Linked DNA regions of Canis lupus: region 1 is linked to region 2. A link is a contact called in public Hi-C data. All regions are on one chromosome and are shown on one strand. The core of a region is the stretch at or near the end of the contact, and the rest is flanking DNA. Distances in the headings are between cores, read along the strand shown. Region 1 holds the start of ITPRIP (inositol 1,4,5-trisphosphate receptor-interacting protein). Region 2 holds the start of SFR1 (swi5-dependent recombination DNA repair protein 1 homolog).

The links. Hi-C and Micro-C count contacts between places; a contact is called where the count stands out from the background.
Region 1: a contact with region 2 is called in a Hi-C map of blood, with 2.5 times the contacts expected there. The contact joins the promoter of ITPRIP here to the promoter of SFR1 in region 2. A contact is called at or near these places in 2 of 9 Hi-C or Micro-C datasets (amygdala and blood).

What each region holds. Positions count from the first base shown.
Region 1 is chr28:16,828,463-16,832,227 of UU_Cfam_GSD_1.0, forward strand. ITPRIP (inositol 1,4,5-trisphosphate receptor-interacting protein) reads right to left here and starts at 2,260. Exons shown (of 5, transcript XR_005380544.1): 1 at 2,246-2,260.
Region 2 is chr28:16,628,022-16,631,582 of UU_Cfam_GSD_1.0, forward strand. SFR1 (swi5-dependent recombination DNA repair protein 1 homolog) reads left to right here and starts at 1,785. Exons shown (of 5, transcript XM_038578723.1): 1 at 1,785-1,913; 2 at 2,165-2,279; 3 at 2,840-2,961. The coding sequence starts at 2,866.

The DNA.
Region 1 (3,765 bases), core at 1,010-3,509, 200 kb after region 2:
TCCTAAATGTCACCAAGGTGCCACCCTCTTGCAGAAAGATGCATCTTACTCTAATTCACACAAGGGACGGAACTGGCTAGCAATAGCCTTGGCGATTATTAACAACCCTTGGCATTCTCAGATATATCCCTCTCCCCAGCAAGACTGGATTAGAGGGGGATTGGTCTGAGATGGACTGGTCTCAGCCATAAGTAAGGTCCTAGCACTCTTGGTAGGACATTTCTCTGTCAAAACCCCACAGGCTGCATTGCGACCTCATCCCTACTGAGGGGACTTGTCTGCCCCAAACGTGGAGCCACAGTTTTGTGCTCTCTCCTTCCTGACTGCTAGTGGCCACCTGCCTCTGCTGGCAGGGATGGCAGTGCACTACTAACTTCTAGTTGTTGCCAAGTTACTCCTTACTTCTGAGTGAAAGCTATCTCCCTGCTTCTAATTGGTGCGTCTCTGAGCAAACCTTTGTGTCTGTGAGCAAACTTTTCCTCAAGTGACAGTGCTGGAGATTCCTGAGGGCCACGGCCTCATCCCCCTGGGCTTCTCATCCTGGAGACAAATGCGGGTGGTTCACTCCCTTCTCCCTCACAAGATGCGCTTTGCTGACCCCCCATTGCCATGCCAGCCCCTCTCCCCTGGACCACTTCCCTTTGGCAGTGCCATCCTTTGCTGGAGGGGGCCTGGAGGACTGAGCTCACCGTAGGGGCTCTGCTGGTCACTGCCTCCCAACTGAGATGTGTACCTCCTCCATCAGACAGAATCCCCCACCTTCTTTCTCTTTATTGACTCCAGGGCGTTTGAGAAGGGACAAATACAAAACCAGCTTTCTCCCAGGTAGTACTTTCTCGGGTGGGCACTTTTGCCAGAAGCCCCTGCTAGATGTTCTTCCCTGTTCTTGCCCTCAGATAAAAAGTTCACCCCCACACCCTGGTCTTTGTTTCACTTTGAATCCTGCAGGAGCTGGGAACCACTCCTGGTAAGGTGACAACTTCTGGGATGATGGCATCGGGTTAAAAGTTCAGATCCTTGCCCCCTGAAATCCAGAGCTTGAAATTGCTGCATCTTTGCAAATTACGGAGCTAGGGGATGGCATCTGAACAAAAGCCATCCACCCAGGGAGAGCAGAGAGTCAGTATAACCACTTTATGGTTACCCACAAGTGGAAAATATGAGGGCAGAATGGCCTGGAGCAGCAGCAGGCACAGGGAATTAGCAAACAATGAAAGCCACTTAGGCACGTAGGCTGGAAGGAGGGCTCCATAGCACAGCCCATTATGTTAATAATAAAGAGGTGAACAGCAGCAACTCCACCTGCGTGTGCGGTGCCATGTTCACAGCTAACCTGGACCTGTGACTGCAGCGGGCTCAGATCAGCTTTACCTGGCAGCCTCTCCGGGGTACAACTGGCTTGTAAAAGGCAGGAAGGGCTCTGGGTCAAATCCAAAAGAGTAACAAGAAAACAGAACAGGATTCTCAAACTGATTCAGATCCCCCAGGCCGGGGTCCAGGATCTGCCCGGCATCTGGAGCTCTTCTAGTTTTGAAGGCGGTTCCTTCTCACACCAGGCAGGGGATGTGTGATCCCTGAGTGGCTCCGTAAAATATGTTCCCCTTCTTGCTTGGTAGCATTTTGATTTCTAAAGAGGAGCATTTGGGATGGGAAGCCCGGCCCTGGGGCTTCTGAGTCCCATCACCTGGAAGCCAGAAAGCTGGAGACACAGGGGGGAGAGGTGGGGATTGGGTTAAGGGTCAGGCGATTTGCAGCCGCAAGAGGAAAGTCCTGCACTGCGCGGGGTCTCCAACACTCGCAGTCCCGAAAGAGGAAGCTGCGGAGGCTCCCTCGGGCCCCCGTAACCCCATAACTTCACTACCTTAAACCGAGAGAGAAAACAGGCAGCCCTCCTACTGCCTCCTTGCAGGAGGGGAAGAGCCGGGGACCGGCCCGTCGGTCTGTCCGCGCACGCACGCTGCACTCAGAAGTAACGGACCGCGGGGCGGGAGCGACCGTCGCCGCGCGGGGGTGCAGCCAGGAGGCCCGGGGGCCCCGGCCCGGGCTGCAGCGGAGACGCCGGGGGCGCGGAAGGGCACGCAGCCGGCCGCCCCGCGCCCCCAGCCCCGGCGCCCTCCGCCGCGCCCCCAGCCCCCGCTCCCTCCACCGCGCGCCCCCGGAGCCCTCCACCGCGCGCCCCCAGCCCCCGCTCCCTCCGCCGCGCGCCCCTTCCCCCCCGCGCGAGGCGGGCGCCCTCGGGACTCACGCCGGCCTTCGTCCCCTCCCGGCCTCCGCGGGGACCGCGCCAGCCCCGCAGCGCGCGCGGGGCCCCAGGGCCCGGAGGCCGCGGTTCGCGTCCCGCCGGGCGCTTAGAAGGACGGGGGCGGCGGCTCCACGGCCGGCTCCCGCCCTCGCGCCTCCATCCGCGCGGCCCCCAGGGCGGCGGAGTTACTCATTTCCTGGATGTCACAGAAACTTTTTCCTCCTTATAAGAACAAAACACCCGCCTCTGCCACGGGCCGCCGCAGCTCCTTAAGGAGGACCGCGCGAGTCGCGGTGAGGCGGCCCCAAGAGGTCGGCCCCCGCCCCCCACAGGAACCCCCGAGAGGCCAGCAGACCCGGAGGGCGACCCTGCGAGTCGGGCTCCGGCCTCCCGAGTCGGCCGGCGCGGGGGGCCGCGGGGCGAGCAGGACGCCCTTAAAAGGCAGCGCGGGCGGGCAGGGGGCGGGGGTTAAGGCGCGGCCCCTGGGCTGCGAGCTCTCCGCGGCGCGTTTTACAAGCGGCGGGATCCCAGCCCCCCCCCCCCCCCCCGCTTTTGTCCTGGGAGGGAACTGTACGTCCAGACACGACGCCGGCCCCTTTCTTTTTCCGCGGCTCGAGTGGACGAACAAGGAGCCACGGGCCCCCGTGCCTTGCTCCGGGCTGAGGCTGCACAAAGGATGGGCACCGCCCGCCTCCCTGCAGAGGGCGCTGTCGGGCCCCGAGCCCGCCGCCGTAGTGCAGTTAGACCCCGTGTGTGAAGTTAGGGTCCCGGGAATCGGGTGCCCAGGTGCCCCCCCCGCCCCCGGGTGCGAAATCCGTAGCCTCTCCTCCTTGTGACCCGCCGGCTGTCCCGGCCAGGGGGAGTGGCGGCCGCGGCTGGAACAAATCCTGCATTAAGTGGCTTTGGGGGAGTCCAGCACGACGGAGGGCGGCCTGGGGGAAATGAGGAGAACACGCTGTCCAAGGGGTTGTCACCAGGGCCGCTGCGGTGGGGCCTCTTAGGTCACCTATGCCCTTCCCTCTTGGAGCCAGCCCAGTAACGTGAACACTCGCCTGCAAGACATTAGGCTGAGGCTCGAAGATAAACAGGCAGTGAGACAAAGCGCTAAAAATAGACCCCCCTGGCCCTTGGCCCAGGTTACTCTTGTTTTCAAGCTTCTGCTTTGCTCCTAGCGCTTTCCTTACATCAGGGACAGTTAGGCGGAGTTGGGGGGGCACTGATGGGGAGGATGGGGGAACGGGCTTGCAGGGGTCAAGGGGCAGGCTGCTCTGAGATGGGCCCCTTTGGCCTGAACATTATTTTGAGTTAAAAGCAATGGAACCCTGCCTGGGCAGATTCTGGAAAAGCTCTTTACCTCCCCCTCCCGGGGGCCAGCCAGCGCTAGGAAGAGAGCTATTAGGAATTCCTCTTTACCTAAGAAGCCTAATGAGGCAAGCTTTGTTTTCCAAACTCCTCCTTTCACCATCCTCCCAATAGTCTTTCTCCCTTTGTAACCTCAGAGCCCACCCCCTCTCCTGGGCTCA
Region 2 (3,561 bases), core at 535-3,034:
TAAGCCTGGGCTATCATGATAAAAGGACTGTGGAGCAGCTGATTTTAGAGAATCATAAAAACAACCCAACCTTATGCCCCGAGGTATAACGAATATGCAGAGTCTGCATTGTGCTTCTAGTGTCAGGACAAATCATTCTGCTCTTTTCAGTGTAACTGGTGCCAATGGATGAGGAAGGGGAGAAATAAACGTACAGACTGAGACCTGGGGCTTGGTGAGGTGAATAACGCTTGTATCAGAAAATCATGAGTTCTCTTTCATTTTGCAAATACCTTGAGACTGATCTATGTAATTTTTGAAAAACTTAGGAGAAGTGGACTATATATTATTAATTATATATGGAGGCACCAAGTTTTCTGCTGGTTACGGTTTAAATCATGTGGGGTTTTATGGAGTACAGCATCTTTTTTTAAAATCTGGGGAGATAAGTGCAAGGATGAAATAACTGTATGATGCGTACCTTCCTATCAATTAGGGAATGGTGAATATCATGGTGTATATAAAATAACTACTATCGAGGGCTTCCTACATATCTTGTTTTCGGTGTCTGTGGCGAATGCTCATTTAACCCTCCAATTGCCAGGAGGTCAACGTACTATCACCCCCTATTTTACAGATGAGGAAGCCCAGGCATAGACACTACTTTACAAAGCATATAAAATAATGTCAGGATTTGGACCCAGGCAATTTGCCACCAAGCTTTACGTCCTTCCTCACTGCACTCGGTTGTCTTCAGGTTCCCGATTTCCGACTGCTCAGTCAATCCCTCAGGGCCCTGGCACTTCTGTGCTATGAGGTGTTTGTAGAGAGACCGTATCAACGTTTCCAAAGGCCATTTATGAGGGTTGAAAACACCAGCTCCTTAAAAATCCCCGACTTCCATGTGACTCAGAAATTACGAACCGTCTTTCCCCAAACCCAGGGCTCCGCCCAATTGACTTAACTTTGTTGTTGCACAGCAACAGACCATCGCCACCAGGAAGTGAGGATTATTTCTTTTTTTTTCAAACCTTTTATTTATTTATTTTTAAAAGTAATCTCGGGCAGCCCCGGTGGCTCCGCGGTTAGCGCCGCCTTCGGCCCAGGGCGTGACCCTGGGGACGGACCCGGGATCGAGTCCCAAGTCGGGCTCCCTGCATGGAGCCTGCTTCTCCCTCTGCCTGTGTCTCTGCGTCTCTCATGAATAAGTAAGTAAAATCTTAAAAAAAAAAAAAAAAAAAGTGTTCGCGGCAGCAAAGGCTGGAGAGGTGCGCAGCCGCACGGGCCTCCTGGAAAGGTCTGACACGTCGGAGTCTCCCCCCGCCTCAGCTGAGCCGACCGTGAACGCCAGCCACGGGCGGCTCCGCGGCTTCGGCCCCGCCGCGTGACACTGCGACGTTAGCTGCGGCGAGCGAGGCCCGAGGGGCCGCGGGGCACGCCCGGGCTTCCTCCCTCACACACAAACACAAAGAAGCCGGGAGGGGAAGGCGAGGCCTGGAACGTCGGCGAGGGAACCCGCCCCCCCGCATTCCCTCAGAAGCCGCCGCCCCTCCGCCCCATTCCCTCAGCCGTTCCCTCAGAATCCGTCCGTCAGTCATTCAGAAACTCAGCCCGGCCCGCCCCCAACCCTGCGGAGGCTGGCGGCCGCGCGCGCCCTGTGCCGCCGCGCTCCGGCGTTGGGCGGGGCAGAGCGCCGAGCGACTGTCGACCGGGCCAGTCACACGTCTCTGCGGGCCCCGCGTGACCCCGCCCGCTTCCGCCTCCTCGCCGCGCTGGAGACCGCGCACGCGCAGTCCGGCCGCTCCCGGGGCGCTGAGGCACGCGGCGCTGCGCGTCGGTCAATCGGACCAATCGCGCGTCTCTTCCGCTTCCCCTGCGGCCCCGCCCCCCAGGGCAGCGCGCGTTTTCCGCGCTCTGGGAGGTGGAGGAGGGAGGTAGAGCGCGGGCGGGCGAGAGGATGGGAGTGTGGGGGGTGGGCTGCTCCGGGGTCTGCGGGCGCGTCGAGCGGAGCTCCCTTTGTGCGGGCAGGGCGCCTCCCAACCCTTCCTCTGACCCGGGGGGCTCCCGAGGGCTAGTGTGGGTTTTCTGCTGTGGTGGAAGGAGGAGGAAAATGCCCCCCTCCCCCCCCCCCCAAAGTTGATGCCTTTGTTTGAGGAAACAAACTTGTGCCAACTCTCCTTTCCAGGGTCAGTTCGCTGCTCAAACGACACAGACGGGCGTACACTTACCTGCGCTCCTGTTCCTTGTTCCTCAGGCCCCGTGGTCATTGGTTCTAGTCACACAGCTTTATAGGGCTCAAGGTACTGTGACAGTTCTGATGATTTTTTCGGGTCAGGATTTGAGTTTGTATTTCCTTATAAATTAGAGTTCCTTAAGAATCCCAGAGTTAGGGGATCCCTGGGTGGCCCAGTGGTTTAGCGTCGCCCTCAGCCCAGGGCGTGATCCTGGGGTCTTGGGATTGAGTCCCGCGTCGGGCTCCCTGCACGGGGCCTGCTTCTGCCTCTGCCTGTGTCTCTCGTGAATAAATAAAATCTTAAAAAAAAAATGCCACAGTTAATTCTCCCACTCCGTACACGACAGATCTGAGGATATTCTAATGTAGATAAAACAAGTGGAGAGCGTTTCTATAGGGAGATGCCAGCTCGTTTGTCCTGGTAGTCACCACGTGGACCCACACGGTCGTAGGTAGGAAGGTAAATGGAAAACTGCAAAACGAGCAAGAATGGACCCCAACTAAGTGAAGTTGTGGCTGGCTTATTCGTGGAGGTGATATGTACAGCAGTAAAAAGTTCTTTTACAGAAACAGTATGTATTTACATTCTGATTGGTTATTTTTTGTTGTTATTTTTCAATTTTGTAGAGGTAAGCCAAGATTGCGTTTTCAAGATGGAAAGCCCATCCGACCCAGCCGTGGTTTCACCTAGCACTCCGCAGGCCTGTGCCAGTCCACCATCTCCCCGCCCAAGTAGTTCAAGAAAACAAGTATGCATATCCGAGCTCTTGCATGGGAGCTATTCTTTATTTCTAGGTATTGTGCCAGCAGTGGGTTTAATTCTACTGAAGACTGTTAATCAACGTAATGTGTAGATCAAAAAGTAGAGATTTTATTGACTATTAAGTAATTTTAGGCCTTTCTCCTATGATAATGAGTTTGAACTACCCCCACCATTTTCATCTGGTATCAATTATGTTCATTTAGTTTCAGATCAGGTTACTACAAAATTCCAAATTGAGCAAGTTTGAATCTGCAGTATTCTGAAGGTCTTTGGTGGCAGGGAGCTAGGTCTTCTCCTTAATTTGTAACTCTGAGGCACTCAGAAGTGTCAGGAGTGTGACAGTTGCTGAACAGATGTTTGGGATGACTGGGGTAAGTGTCTCAACACTGTTTTGGAAGGGTGCTGACTTTGCTAAAATAAAAAGAATAAAATTAATGGGGCTTGCAGGAATTGAAAGACATTTTGTGATGGTTACTTTAGATCCGTGGAAAGAGAAAGCCATCTAGTGGTGTCAACTATAGAAATGTTAAGGTCTTTATTTCACTATAGAAATGTTAAGGTCTTTATTTCTAGCAGATTTATTTAC